2 separate regions of the Oryctolagus cuniculus genome follow, and region 2 is linked to region 1. Evidence: chromatin contacts called from public Hi-C data. All regions are on one chromosome and are shown on one strand. The core of a region is the stretch at or near the end of the contact, and the rest is flanking DNA. Distances in the headings are between cores, read along the strand shown.

Region 1 (6,507 bases), core at 2,816-5,315:
GTGAACCAGCGAATGGAAGACTTCTCTTTCTCTCTCTCTCTCTGACTCTGCCTCTCCGTAACTCTGTCTTTCAAATAAATAAATAAATCTTAAAAAAAATGAAATAATGACCCACACGAGGAAACCACTCACTCTGAGGGAGAGTTCTAGGTACAGTGTAAGAAAGGGTTAACACCCCAAGGAGTTGAAGCTATAGCCATCTGGAAGAGATGACAACTTGAGGATCTTTAAAATAATTAAACAGATTTTGGGAAAAGAGAGAAAATATAAAGAAAGAGAACACTATGAAAAAGGAAAGGCATATCAGGACAATAGAAAATTAAACTTCCAGTAAATTGAGGATAGTCACTGAAAATTAAAAAAAAAATCCTCCATGGATGTACTAAATAGCATATTAAATACAGATGAAGAAATAATTAGTGAACGGGAAGATTGTTCTGAGGAAATTATCCAGAATGCCACACAGAGAGATGATTGAGTATACTGGTCAGTTTTTCATCACTACAGCAACATACCTGAGGCAATTTAATGTTTGAAGAAAAGAAACTTCTTTAGCTCGGTTTTGGAGGTTCAGGAGCATGGTGCCAGCATCTTGTGGCACTGGTGAGGGCCCTTGGCTTTGTTGACGATGGCAGATGGCATCATGGTGACAGGGAGAGTCACAGGGCAGGAAGCCTCAGAGCAGGAGTCCACGTGGCTCCTGCAGGAGCCAGCTAGGGCCCCCCGAGAGCTGCCTTCGTCCCTTCTGAGTGGCTATGCCTCTTCAAGGTTCCACCCCTCAGCTCGCCCCACTGGAGACCACGCTCCACATGAGTCCTTGGGGGCACACCACACCCGAAACCGCGATGAGACAGATGGAGACTCTGGAGTGGAATGATCACAGGATGAGAGGGGATGCGTCCAGCGAGAGAGGAGACCCAGAGAAGGCAAAGTCAAAAAGACCAAGGCCTCGGGGCCGGCTCTGTGGCACAGTGGGTTAATGCCCTGGCCTGAAGCACCGGCATCCCATATGATTGCCAGTTCTCGTCCTGGCTGCTCCTCTTCCGATCCAGCTCTGTGCCATGGCCTGGGAAAGCGGTGGAGGATTACCCAAGTGCTTGGGCCTCTGCACCCACATGGGAGACCTGGAAGAAGCTCCTGGCTCCTGGTTTCGGATTGGCGCAGCTCTGACCGTTGCGGCCATCTGGGGAGTGAACCAGTGGATGGAAGACCTCTCTCTCTGTCTCTTCTCTCTCTGTAACTCTCTTTCAAACAAAATAAAATAAATCTTAAAAAAAAAAAAACAAACCAAGACCTCCCCAAGCCCTGAAGGCAAGTCTAAGTGGCTGTGAAGATGAGATTCTCTTTAGCTTTGGCTGAGATCAAAAGACAAGAAGAGGGTGGGCGTTTGGTCTGGCGGTTAAGGTCCTGGGTGGAATGGTTGCTTCCCATATTGGAGCACCTGGGGTGCTACTTGCCTGTGGCCTCTGAGTCCAGCTTCCTCCTAACCAGACCCCAGAGGCAGCCGTGAAGGCTCGAGTAGCTGGGTCCCAGACACCCACGTGGGAGGCTTGGATGGGGCTCTCAGCTCCCAGTTTTGGCCCTGGCCCGGCCCCGTTATGGTGGACATTTGAGGAGTGAACCAGCAGATGAGAGTTCTCTCTGTCTCTCCCTCTCAAATAAATTAAATAAAGACAAAATTTAAAAAGACCAAAAGCATTCCATAAATGACAAATCTGATCCAGATTTAGGAAAACGTATTTATCTGAGAGGTGCATAGAGTCCCATCCGCTGGCTGACTCCCCAGAGCCTGTCGTGGGTAAGCTGGGGCGGGGCCGAAGCCAGAGGCGGAAATCCAGTCCAGGCCTCCCGTGCGCAGGGCGGGGCCCGACCTCCTGAGCCGTCATCGCTGCCGCCCAGGTCTGCACTGGCCGGAGATGAGCCAGGAGCGGAATCCAGACACTGAGGGGGCGCTGGTGTCTGAACTGCTGGGGTGAGCGTCCACTCCTGGCCCAGATTTCCCAGTTAGCTTCCTGGCCGAGCGCGCGTCATGCTAAGGCCTGCGGAGCTGGTCTGACCACGTGGTCACGGGCGTTTGACCTACGCAAGACACAGAGGTGAAGAGGCTGGGAGGAGGGATTTTCCTCCGTCACCCACAGGCTGTGTTCTCGACAGCCGAGCCCGAGGAGCGAGGGACGTGTTTTCTCCCTCGGGCCACAGCAAGTGACCTCAGTTCCCCCGGTGAGCTGATGTGCCGCACCCCCGCTGGCTCCAGGGTGCAGGCCTGACAGGTGGGCAGTGCCCAGGCCTCCCCTGCAGAGTGACTGACAGGTGGGCTGTGCCCAGGCCTCCCCTGCAGAGTGACTGACAGGTGGGCTGTGCCCAGGCCTCCCCTGCAGAGTGACTGACAGGTGGGCTGTGCCCAGGCCTCCACTGCAGTGTGACTGACAGGTGGGCTGTGCCCAGGGTCTCTGCAGAGTGACTGACAGGTGGGCAGTGCCCAGGCCTCCACTGCAGAGTGACTGACAGGTGGGCTGTGCCCAGGCCTCCCCTGCAGAGTGACTGACAGGTGGGCTGTGCCCAGGCCTCCCCTGCAGAGTGACTGACAGGTGGGCAGTGCCCATGCCTCCCCTGCAGAGTGACTGACAGGTGGGCTGTGCCCAGGGCCTCCATTGCAGTGACTGACAGGTGGGCTGTGCCCAGGCCTCCTCTACACAGTGACTGACAGGTGGGCTGTGCCCAGGGTCTCTGCAGAGTGACTGACAGGTGGGCTGTGCCCAGGCCTCCCCTGCAGAGTGACTGACAGGTGGGCAGTGCCCATGCCTCCCCTGCAGAGTGACTGACAGGTGGGCTGTGCCCAGGGCCTCCATTGCAGTGACTGACAGGTGGGCTGTGCCCAGGCCTCCTCTACACAGTGACTGACAGGTGGGCTGTGCCCAGGGTCTCTGCAGAGTGACTGACAGATTGGCTGTGCCCAGGCCTCCACTGCAGTGACTGACAGGTGGGCTGTGCCCACGGCCACTGCCGCTCTTCCATGCTGGGCAGTTGTCTGCTCTCTGAACTGTGGAGAGGGAAGTTCAAATGTGAACGCATTTCCAGTTTTCCTCACACTGGCCTGGGCCCAGGTGATGCAGGGTTAGCTTGGGTGTGGGGACAGGGAGGGGACCCCAGACAGGGTGTGACGGGGCCAGGACAAAGGATAACGTTAGCTTTCTCTGGCTTTCTAGGCTTAGCTTATGGAAAACCTTCGTGAAAGGTGAACCACAAGAACTTACGCTTAAGATAAAATCTATTCCCATCTTCACGTTCAGTAAAAGAACACAGGAAAACTCCTCGAGAGGTAGCGTGCCTTCTACGCAGCACACGGAGACGCGAGTCTGTGCACCACTCCGGGCAAGCACGCGTGACCGGAGTCTCACAAGGAAAGCGAGATCCCAGATGCAGGAGGCTCACCCACACGTGGGTGGGGCTGCCAGCTGCCCGTGCCAGGAGAGACGAAGGAAGGCTGGATGAAGTCAGGCTGGGTGTGACCCTGAGAAGGGCGTGGCCGTGTTCTTGGGCGTGGCCGTGTGCCTGGACAGGGCCATGTGCCTGGGCAAGGCCCTTGCCTGGGTGTGGCTCTGTGCCTGGGCATGGCCGCATTCCTGGGTGTGGCCATGTGCCTGGGTGGGGCAGTGTGCTTGGGTGGGGCCCTGAGCCTGGGCATGGCTGTGTGCCTAGGCGTGGCCGTGTGCCTGGACAGAGCCCTAAGCCTGGGTGTGGCTGTGTGCCTGGGTGGGGTCCTGATCCTGGGCGTGGCCAGGTGCCTGGGTGTGGCCATGTGCCTGGGTGGGGCAGTGTGCTTGGGTGGGGCCCTGAGCCTGGGCATGGCTGTTTGCCTGGGGATGGCCATATGCCTGGACAGAGCCCTGTGCCTGGGTGTGGCAATGTGCCTGGGTGGGGCCCTGAGCCTGGGTGTGGCCATGTACCTGGGTGTGGCCCTGAGCCTGGGTGTGGCCATATACCTGGGTGGGGCGGTGTGCTTGGGTGGAGCTCTGTGCCTGGGTGTGGCCGTGTGCCTGGGTGGGGTCCTGAGCCTGGGCGTGGCCGTGTGCCTGGGTGGGGCCGTGTGCCTGGGCAGGAGCTCTGTGCCAGGGCAGGGCTGTGCCTGGGCGTGGCCATGTGCCTGGGTGTGGCCATGTGCCTGGGTGGGGTCCTGAGCCTGGGCGTGGCTGTGTGCCTGGGCGGGGCCATGTACCTGGGTGGGGCCATGTGCCTGGGTGGGGCCCTGAGCCTGGGCAGAGCCCTGTGCGTGGGCAGGGCCCTATGCCTGGGCGGGGCCATGTGCTTGAATGGAGCCATGTGCCTGGGTGGAGCTCTGAGACTGGGCATGGCCGTGTGCCTGGGCATGGCCGTGTGCCTGGGCGGGGCCATGTACCTGGGTGGGGCCATGTGCCTGGGTGGGGCCCCAAGCCTGGGCAGAGCCCTGTGTCTGGGTGGGGTCCTGAGCCTGGGTGTGGTTGTATGCCTGGGTGGGGCTGTGTGCCTGGACGGAGGCCTGTGCCTGGACGGAGGCCTGTGCCTGGGCATGGCCATGTGCCTGGGCAGGGCCATGTGCCTGGGTGTGACCCTGTGAAGGGTGTGGTCCAGGCCGTGTGCTGGGCCGTGGGAGGAGGGTGCCACAGCAGACACATCGGGGTCAACTTTCAAAATCAGAACCAGGAGGAAGAGGAAGCAGAAAAAGCTGACGGCTGCTAAGGGCTTCGGAAGAGAAAGTCGGCTCTTAGGCGTGCACCAGGACACTCAGGGCCGAAGAGCACGTCCGACAGCGCAGATGGTTCAGAGTGTGTGTGTGTGAGTGTGCGTGAGTGCGTGTGTGTAGGTGTGTGTCTGTATGTATATGTGGATGTGTGTGTATGCGTGTGTGAATGTGAGTAGTGTGTATATGTTCATGTCCATGCATGTGCGTGCAGGTGTGCTTACGTATATGTGTGTGTTCATGTATGTATATGCGTGTGAATGTGTGTATGTGTGAATGTGCACATATTTGTACATTTGTGTATGTACATGTACACGTGTGTATGTGTGTGTGCATGTGTAGATGTAAGCATGTGTGTATGTGTGTGTATGTATGAATGTATGTGTGCACACATGCAGGCATGTATATGTGCAGGTGTGTGCATGTGTAGATGTAAGCATGTGTGTACGAGTGCATGTGTGTATGTGTGTGTATGTATGAATGTGTGTGTGCACACATGCAGGCACGCATATGTGCAGGTGTGTGCAGGCATGCATATGTGCAGGTGTGTGCATGTGTGTATGTATGCGTATGTGCATATGTACATGTGCGTGTGTGTGAGAGAGACAGAGGGAGAGAGAGCAAAGGATAAAGCAAATGGTGTAGAAAGTTAATAATAAATGAACATGGGCAAAGGTACATGAAAGTTCTGTATGCTATTTAAAACATTTTGTTTGAATTTGAAATTGTCCAAAGTTTCAAAAACAAAAACAAGAGACATGGGACAGGCGACCGTCGTGTTGGCGTCGTGGAGGCCGGAGGCGACGGGCTGTGTTTTAGACTTGGAGCGATGCGGATTTCAAGCTGAAAAGCTCATCCTCGCTCTGCCAGAGCTCGGGAGGAGGGTGAGACAGACACCGAGAACTCAGGACAGCTGAGGAACGGGAGTGTCACTCAATGGACGCGCTCCACGGAGGAGGAGCCAGAGCACAGGGACACAGACACAGAGGACGAAGCCATGAGCAAAGCCAGGCAACCTCGACGGAAAGCAGAGTTTTAAAACATTGCACTTTGGGGCCGGAGCTGTGTGTAGCAAGTTAAGCCTCCTCCTGCAGTGTCAGCATCTCATATGGGCACTGGTTCGAGTCCTGGCTGCTCCACTTCCCATTCAGCTCCATGCCGATGGCCTGGGGAAGCAGTGGAAGATGGCTCAAGTCCTTGGGCCCCTGCGCCCACGTAGGAGACCTGGAAGAAGCCCCTGGCTCTTGGCTCTGGCCTGGCCCAGCCCTGGCTGTTGCAGCCATTTGGGGAGTGAAGCAGCAGATGGAAGACCTCTCTCTCCTTCTCTCTCTGCCTTTCAAATAAATAAACAAATAAATCCTTTTTAAAGGATTCCATTGTGAGGTGAAAGGCAATGAGGACGACGTGGGAGATGGGAGAGGATGATTCAGAGTCTAATGTCCTAGTAGCGTCTAAGTCAGCCAGCCGGGCAGGCCTGCTAAACAAGCAGGATAACGAATGAGAGAAGAGAATCTGTAGCTTCTAAAAGGTTTGGGGAAACAGAGGAAAGATAGAAAGCATGGCACTCCCCCGATCCCCCCCCCAAAAAAAAAAGGGAAGCAAAGGAGAAAGGGTTAGGGTTAGGGTTAGAAGCAGGAGGTGAGGATGTGGAGACAGAGAAGCGGCCGTCATAGCAGGGGCAGTGCAAGAAACGTCACACGGGCGTCAACCCACGCACACCACCAAACCAACCGCAGAAACACGCACTGGGGATGCGAGACAACGCAGGTCCCACAGCATGGGCTGCTTCC
Region 2 (6,507 bases), core at 1,441-3,940, 130 kb after region 1:
CCGCTGGACTTCCTCACACTGAACCCGGCCAGTACCTTTGCGATCAGCGGGTCCACGTGGTCGGGAGGCAGACGCTGGTGGCCGGGGTGGGCTGTGCTGCACCTCAGGCCTCTTTCTCCCCCACAGCTACTACGGGCTGATCGTCTGGTTCCCTGACATGATCCGCTACTTCCAAGACCAAGAGTACAAGTCTAAGATGAAGGTGTTTTTCGGCGAGCACGTGTATGGTGCCACGATCAACTTCACCATGGAAAACCAGATCCACCAGCACGGGAAGCTTGTGAATGACAAGTAAGCGAGCGGCTGAGGGTTTCCCCGTGGACGCGTGCACCATCCTGGGGCGAGGGCTTCCCTGTGGACGAGGGCACCGTCCTGGGCAAGGGCTTCCCCCTGGACGAGGGCACCATCCCTGGGCGAGGGCACTGTCCCTGGGCGAGGGCACCATCCCTGGGCGAGGGCACTGTCCCTGGGCGAGGGCACTATCCCTGGGCGAGGGCACTGTCCCCAGATGAGGGCACCGTCCCTGGGCGAGGGCACCGTCCCTGGGCGAAGGCTTCCCCGTGGACGCGGGCACCGTCCCTGGGAGAGGGCACTGTCCCCAGACGCGGGCAGCATCCCTGGGCGAGGGCACTGTCCTTGGGTGAGGGCTTCCCCGTGGACGAGGGCACCGTCCCTGGGCGAGGGCTTCCCCGTGGACGAGGGCACTGTCCCTGGGCGAGGGCACCATCCTGGGCGAGGGCACTGTCCCCAGACACGGGCACCGTCCCTGGGCGAGGGCACTGTCCCCAGACGCGGGCACCGTCCCTGGGCGAGGGCACTGTCCCCGGACGAGGGCACCGTTCCTGGCGAGGGCACTGTCCCCAGACGAGGGCTTCCCTGTGGACGAGGGCACCGTCCCTGGGCGAGGGCCCTCAGAGGGATGGGGGTTACAGAGGCGGGCGCAGCGGTCAGCTTGCTGTCACTGCGCGGCAAACATGGAGGGGCCCTTTGAGGAAGGCAGGAGCTGCCTTTGGCTCCTGGTTCCCGAGGTGCTCAGTTCAAGACCGGGCGTCCCCGTTGGTGTCTGATGGGGATGGAGGATGGGGGAGCTGAGTGGAGGGAGGACCACGTGGTGGCCCAGGGAGCGCGAGAGGGGCTGGGCCAGCCCCAGGCCTCCAGACCCGGCCCTCTCACCACCACTCCCCTCAGAGGGCAGCTCCCAGGGGAGCAGGGTCTGCAGCCAGCCAGGACTGTGTCTCGTGCGATGTGTGCCCCGTCCACCCTGCGCACCCCTCCCAGGCCCAGGGCCGGGTGCGATGGACCGTCCCTCCTGCTGCTCTGTGTGGCTGCCCCCAAAGCCCTCAGGCCGGGGGTCGGGGCAGGACATGAGCTCGGTTTACCCAAGGCCGCATCACTCCTGGAGCCAGGCGGGGCCCCTGTGCAGTCTCCACACTTGTGTTGTACTCAGCAGGTGCACCGGGTTGTGGGTGACCATGGCTGGGTGGCAAAACCAGCAATGCCATGGCCCAGGTGGGTGGACGCCAACGGCAAAAACTGCCCCACACTCACCAGCTCCGGGCAGAGCAGACACCACAGGCTCGGACCGCAGTGACGCGCTCCTTCATCTGCGCCCACCCGTGTCGGGGGTCTTGCCTGTGTCACCTGCAGCCTCCGTGCGCGAGCAGCGTGCGCGAGGGGCGTGCGGCCGAGTGAGGCCAGAGGGCATCTCCTCCAGCTCTCGCAGGCCAGGCCTCACACAGGCTCTCAGCTCAGAGGGGACACAGGGGACACTTGGGCTGAGCTCACAGGATACCAGAGACCTTGGAGAGGACGGTGGAGGAACAGGTGTCACTGGATATGGGGTTCGCATTCCCAGACCTGCTTTTCAAGCGCTGGGGCGCAGTCACCGGGGGCTGTGCACCCCAAGCCCTGATGGGTCAGAGCCGCTGCGTCTGCCGGAGCGGCTGCTCCCGGGCTGGTGGCGGTGGCGGTGGCGATGGCGGCAGCGGGGATCCCCGGACACCGCACTCCCTGAGCTTGCCGCCTGCGTCAGGACTTCGGGGTGGTGCGCTGAGAGCTGCCCGTAGCTTGACCAGCAGAGGCAGAAGTGTGTGTCTCCCAACGCAGCCTGTAGACCCCAGAGCCCGCACCCTTGGCGACCAGGAGTGGAGCCTGAGCGGGACTCTGCATTGCCCCAGGCCCTGAGCGGGACTCTGCATTGTCCCAGGCCCTGCTTGTGTGAGAACTCAGCACAGCGGGCACGCTCAGAGCCTGGAGTTTGCAGGTTTCAGCCTAGGTGGAGCAGGAGCGGGGGAGGAAGGCAGAATCAGAGCCAGGGAGGATCGGGCTGAGCCCACCCCGTCAGGGCCCCCTGTGATGGAGCCCGCGTGAGCGTTTCCTCCAGTGCCGTGGGGCCACGTCCCAGCCCACAGTTCCTGAGAAGCCAGCGGCAGGAGGGCGGGGCTGCAGCCTGGACTGGCAGCAGTGGGCGGGGCCGTCTCGGCAAGCTGAGTCATTGTTTCATGTCAGTCACCTTTCCGAGTTAAGGGACGTTCCCAGCGGGGTTTTGCCGCCGTGGGTCCTGCATGGTTCTCGGTGGGCTATTTTATGTCTTGATTGGCTGTAGAAATGGGCTCAGTTCCCCACTGGGCAGTGCAGACCTGGTGCAGGTGGAGAGGGACGCACTCTGCGTGTGCACCGAAGCCCTTGTGTCAGTGCCAGCCGGGTTCCATGCCGTCCTGAACCCTGTCCCCTGCATCTCGAATGTGCAGACATGGAGGGTCACACCCAGGACCCCGCTCCGTGCTCCTTCTCACAAATCCTCGGCTGCTGCCTTTGCCGCACACTGCGCCTGGAGTGCCCCCTGCTGGTGCAGCCCCTCTCCTGCAGGGCACGGGGCCGCTCCCTCCGCTGGATTTCTCGTCCACACGTGCTCTTGTTCTGTCCCCGTGGGCTCAGACGTCGCTCTGTGCAGCGTGCGTGTTTAATTTCTACACAGACCCTCTGCTGCGCCAGGCCGAGAGACGTGCTCGTAGGGTTGTTATGCTGTGGATTCTGCGACTTGCTTTTGGTATAAAATTATGATTTGGAGAATTTTCTGTGCTGGTTAACTCAATTTCACTTCATCTGAATTTCATTACGTGCTCATCTGTCCCCTTGTGTTGGGCATTAGCATAGCTGATGATGTTTTGCTTTTAGAAATGCTGTTGCAAAATGGGTTTTTAAGGAAGGAATGCTCTAGCCTTCTAGCCTGTTAGTGAGGTTGCGGGGGGGGGGGGGGGCGTAAGTGCCGTCTCCAGAGGGGGTGCGTGAACCAGCCCTCGGGCTCGCAGGAGGTCGTCCGCGTGTATCTCAGCCGTCTTGCCCTGCTGTGCTATCAAGGTTAAGTCTTGCTCTTCTCTAAAATAAATGGTGGGGGATGGGGGTTGGGTGCCGCTATGCTGGCTGACCTCCCTCCTGCAGCCCCAGCCTCCCACACGGCACTGGCTCCTGTCCTGGCTGCTCTGCTTCCAGTCCAGCTCCTGGCTGCTGGCCTGGGGAAGCAGTGGGAGATGTAGGTGCATGGACTCCCGCACCTGTGTGGGAGACCCAGACGGAGCTCCTGGCTTTGGATCAGCCCAGCTCTGGCCGTTGTGGCCATTTAGGGGAGTGGGCCAGCAGATGGAAGATCTCTCTCTCTCTGTCTCTCTGCCCCTCTGTCTGTAACTGCCTCTCAAATATATAAATAAATCTTAAAAAAAGAGAGGGGATTGTCGATTCCTTGAAGGCTTGGCACAACCAGCCCCTGTAACTATCTGAGAAACCTGTTGGGACAGTGAATTCTATTTTCAGTTCATCTTTACATGGAATTAAAATTCTTTTCTTATGTTTTAAAGTGTATCCACGTCGAAGTGTCCGAGGCGTCCGCTCTGGGGCGGGGCTGCGCAGCCTCCCTTTGGAGGGAGCGCAGAGCCGCTCACCTGTGCTTCTCATCTTGTTTTGTGAGCCCGGGACCTTGTGCTCTCAGAGTCTTCACAGAGTTCGCGTATTTAGTGGTCTTTCCAAAGAATCCGTTTTTAATTCTGCTTGTGCTCTTCAATATTCCTTTCTTGGCGTTTACTCTTTTGTTTGTTTCTTTATCAGATTCCTTGATTTTAAAATAGGAGTGAATTTAAGAGCATACATTTCCCTCTGCCTTCTGCTTTTGCTGCAACGTGCAACTTTTTTAAAAAAATTATTTATATGAAAGAGTTACAGAGAGAGAGAGAGAGAGAGAGAGAGAGAGATTCTGTCCACTGGTTCACTTCCCAGATGGCTACAATGGCCAGGGCTGAACCAGGCCAAACCCAGGAGCCAGGTGCTTTATCCAGGTTTCCCATGTGGGTGGCAGTGGCCCAGATACTTGGCCCATCTTCTGCTGCTTTCCCCAGGCCATTGGCAGGGAGCTGGATTGGAAGTGGAGCAGCCGGGACTTGAACCAGGGCCCATAGGAAATGTGGGCATCGCATGTGGCGACTTCACCTGCTGTGCCACAATGTCTGCCCTGTAGCTTTTTTTTTTTTTAAGATTTATTTTATTTATTTGAAAAAGCAACAGAGAGGAAAAAGAGAGAGAGATCTTCCATCTGTTGGTTCACTCCCCAAATGTCCGCAACAGCTGGGGCTGGGCCAGGCCAAAGCCAGGAGCCCAGGACTCCACCTGGGTCTCCCACGTGGGTGGCAGGGCCCCAGCAGGTAGGTAGAGTAGCAGGGAGGTAGGTGGACGTGGAGCAGCCGGGACTGGAATTGGTGCTCTGATACATAGCGCTGGTGTTGCAAGCAGGCTTAACCTGCTGTGCGCAGCGCCGACCCCAATGCACAGCTTTCAGCACTTCCTAATACATGCTCCATTCTCTCCCTCAGTGTTTCCTTACTTTTTCCTCCAAGTGGGTTGTAGGGGGTGGACATTCAGCACAGGGGCTCAGACAGCACTCGGGTGCCCGCATCCCATACCCAAATGCCTGGTTCAAGTCCTGGCTGCTCTGGCTCCAGCTTCCTGCTAACGCGTGCCTGTGAGACAGCAGGTGACGACTCAAGTACGTGGGCGATTGTCACCCATCTGGGGGACCTGGGTTGAGTTCCAGGCTCCGGGCCTGGTCCAGCCCTGCTTTCGCTGTCGTGGGCATTCGGAGACTGAAGCGGTGGATGAAGATCTGTCTGTTTCTGTCTCTCTGCCTTTTAAATAAATAAAAAATGAAGTTCTAAAAAGTTAAAAAACATGCATATAAATGACTCGTAGGGGTCAAAACACTGTTGAGTGCTGATCAGTTTTGTAAGTGCCTGTTTGTGTAATATGCTGAGATCATGTAGTCTGATATCTACCCTTAGAAACTGAAATGTTTCAGAGCAACCCCCACCCATTTTGAAGCTCTCTTGCCAGATGAAGCCACATTTACGTAATTGTTCAAATCACTTACGTGAGAGGCAGCGAGGGTGAGCACGTGCCCTCACCCACAGATTCGCTCCCCAGCTGTCCAGCGGCCGAGGTCGCGCCAGGCTGACGTGGGAGCCGGAGCTCAGTCCAGGCCTCCCACACGGGGGGCAGGGACCCAAGAACTGAGCCTGACCTGCTGCTCCCAGGGTCCGTGTCAGCCGGGAGCTGGAAGCAGGCGTGGGGGCAGGAATCAAGCCCAGCTCTCCGGCAGGCGGTGTGGACACAGGCACAGGCTGTGCCGTAACTGCTGTGCCAGACACCCACCCACGTACACGTTTGTGATCGTTACGCACCAGTGCTGAAGTCTCCGAATCCCGTCTATTCCTTCCTTTAAAAGATTTATGTATTTGGAAGGAAGAGTTACAGAAGGAGGGAGAGCAGGCGAGAGGGAGGGGGAGAGAGAGATCTTTGGTTGCTGGTTCACTCCCCAGAGGGCTGCAGCAGCTGAACCAGGAGCCTGGAGCCCGGAGCTTCTTGGGGGGCACTTGGCCATCCTCCACTGCTCTCTCAGGCACGTTGGCAGGGAGCTGGGTGAGAACTGGAGCAGCCAGGACTTGAGCTTGTGCCCATATGGGATGTGGCACCACAGGCAGTGGCTTTACCCACTATTCCACGACGCTGGCCCCTATTCCTTGTTCTGAGTGTATCTGTTATTGTCTGAATCGCCAGCATTTTTCTCGTCAGTGTTTACGTGGGATACATTTTTCCATTTTTTTTGTTTTGTGTTTAGCCTGTGTGCATTTTCATGCTTCGGTGGGTTTGTGCCGGTTGGTGTGTGGTTAGAGCCGACTGGCCCACATCGGCCTTCACCTTTACATTGACTGTGCAGGTATTCACGTGTGTTCTCACGCTTGATGCGGTTGCGCCAGTCTGCCATCCGCTGGCTGTTCTCTGTCTCACCTCCTTCCGCTCTGTTTTAGCGTGTTTTCCTCATTCCGTTTTGCTGTCACTGTCGTTTATTGTTTATCCCTCTTCTTGTTTCACATCAGTGATTGCCCGAGAGCTTAAAGCAGACGTCCTCGGGGAGCCACAGCCTCCCGTCGGGGAACCCGCTGCTCCCGCGAGTGCGCGGCTCCT

Evidence for each region. A called contact is a pair of places that touch in the nucleus more often than the background predicts.
Region 2: a contact with region 1 is called in a Hi-C map of an unstated tissue, with 3 times the contacts expected there. The contact joins two enhancer-like sites. A contact is called at or near these places in 3 of 6 Hi-C or Micro-C datasets (ear pinna, psoas muscle and an unstated tissue).

Annotation. Positions count from the first base shown.
Region 1 is chr12:2,266,011-2,272,517 of mOryCun1.1, forward strand. No RefSeq gene overlaps it. Among named protein-coding and RNA genes, the nearest start is that of SV2B, 27 kb to the right of the region's middle. Within about 2 kb of position 4,066, at least 2 of the 8 cell types and tissues checked have an H3K27ac peak or open chromatin away from gene starts, as enhancers often do.
Region 2 is chr12:2,399,786-2,406,292 of mOryCun1.1, forward strand. SV2B (synaptic vesicle glycoprotein 2B) reads left to right here. Exons shown (of 14, transcript XM_070053307.1): 10 at 127-291. Among named protein-coding and RNA genes, the nearest start is that of SV2B, 110 kb to the left of the region's middle. Within about 2 kb of position 2,691, at least 1 of the 8 cell types and tissues checked has an H3K27ac peak or open chromatin away from gene starts, as enhancers often do.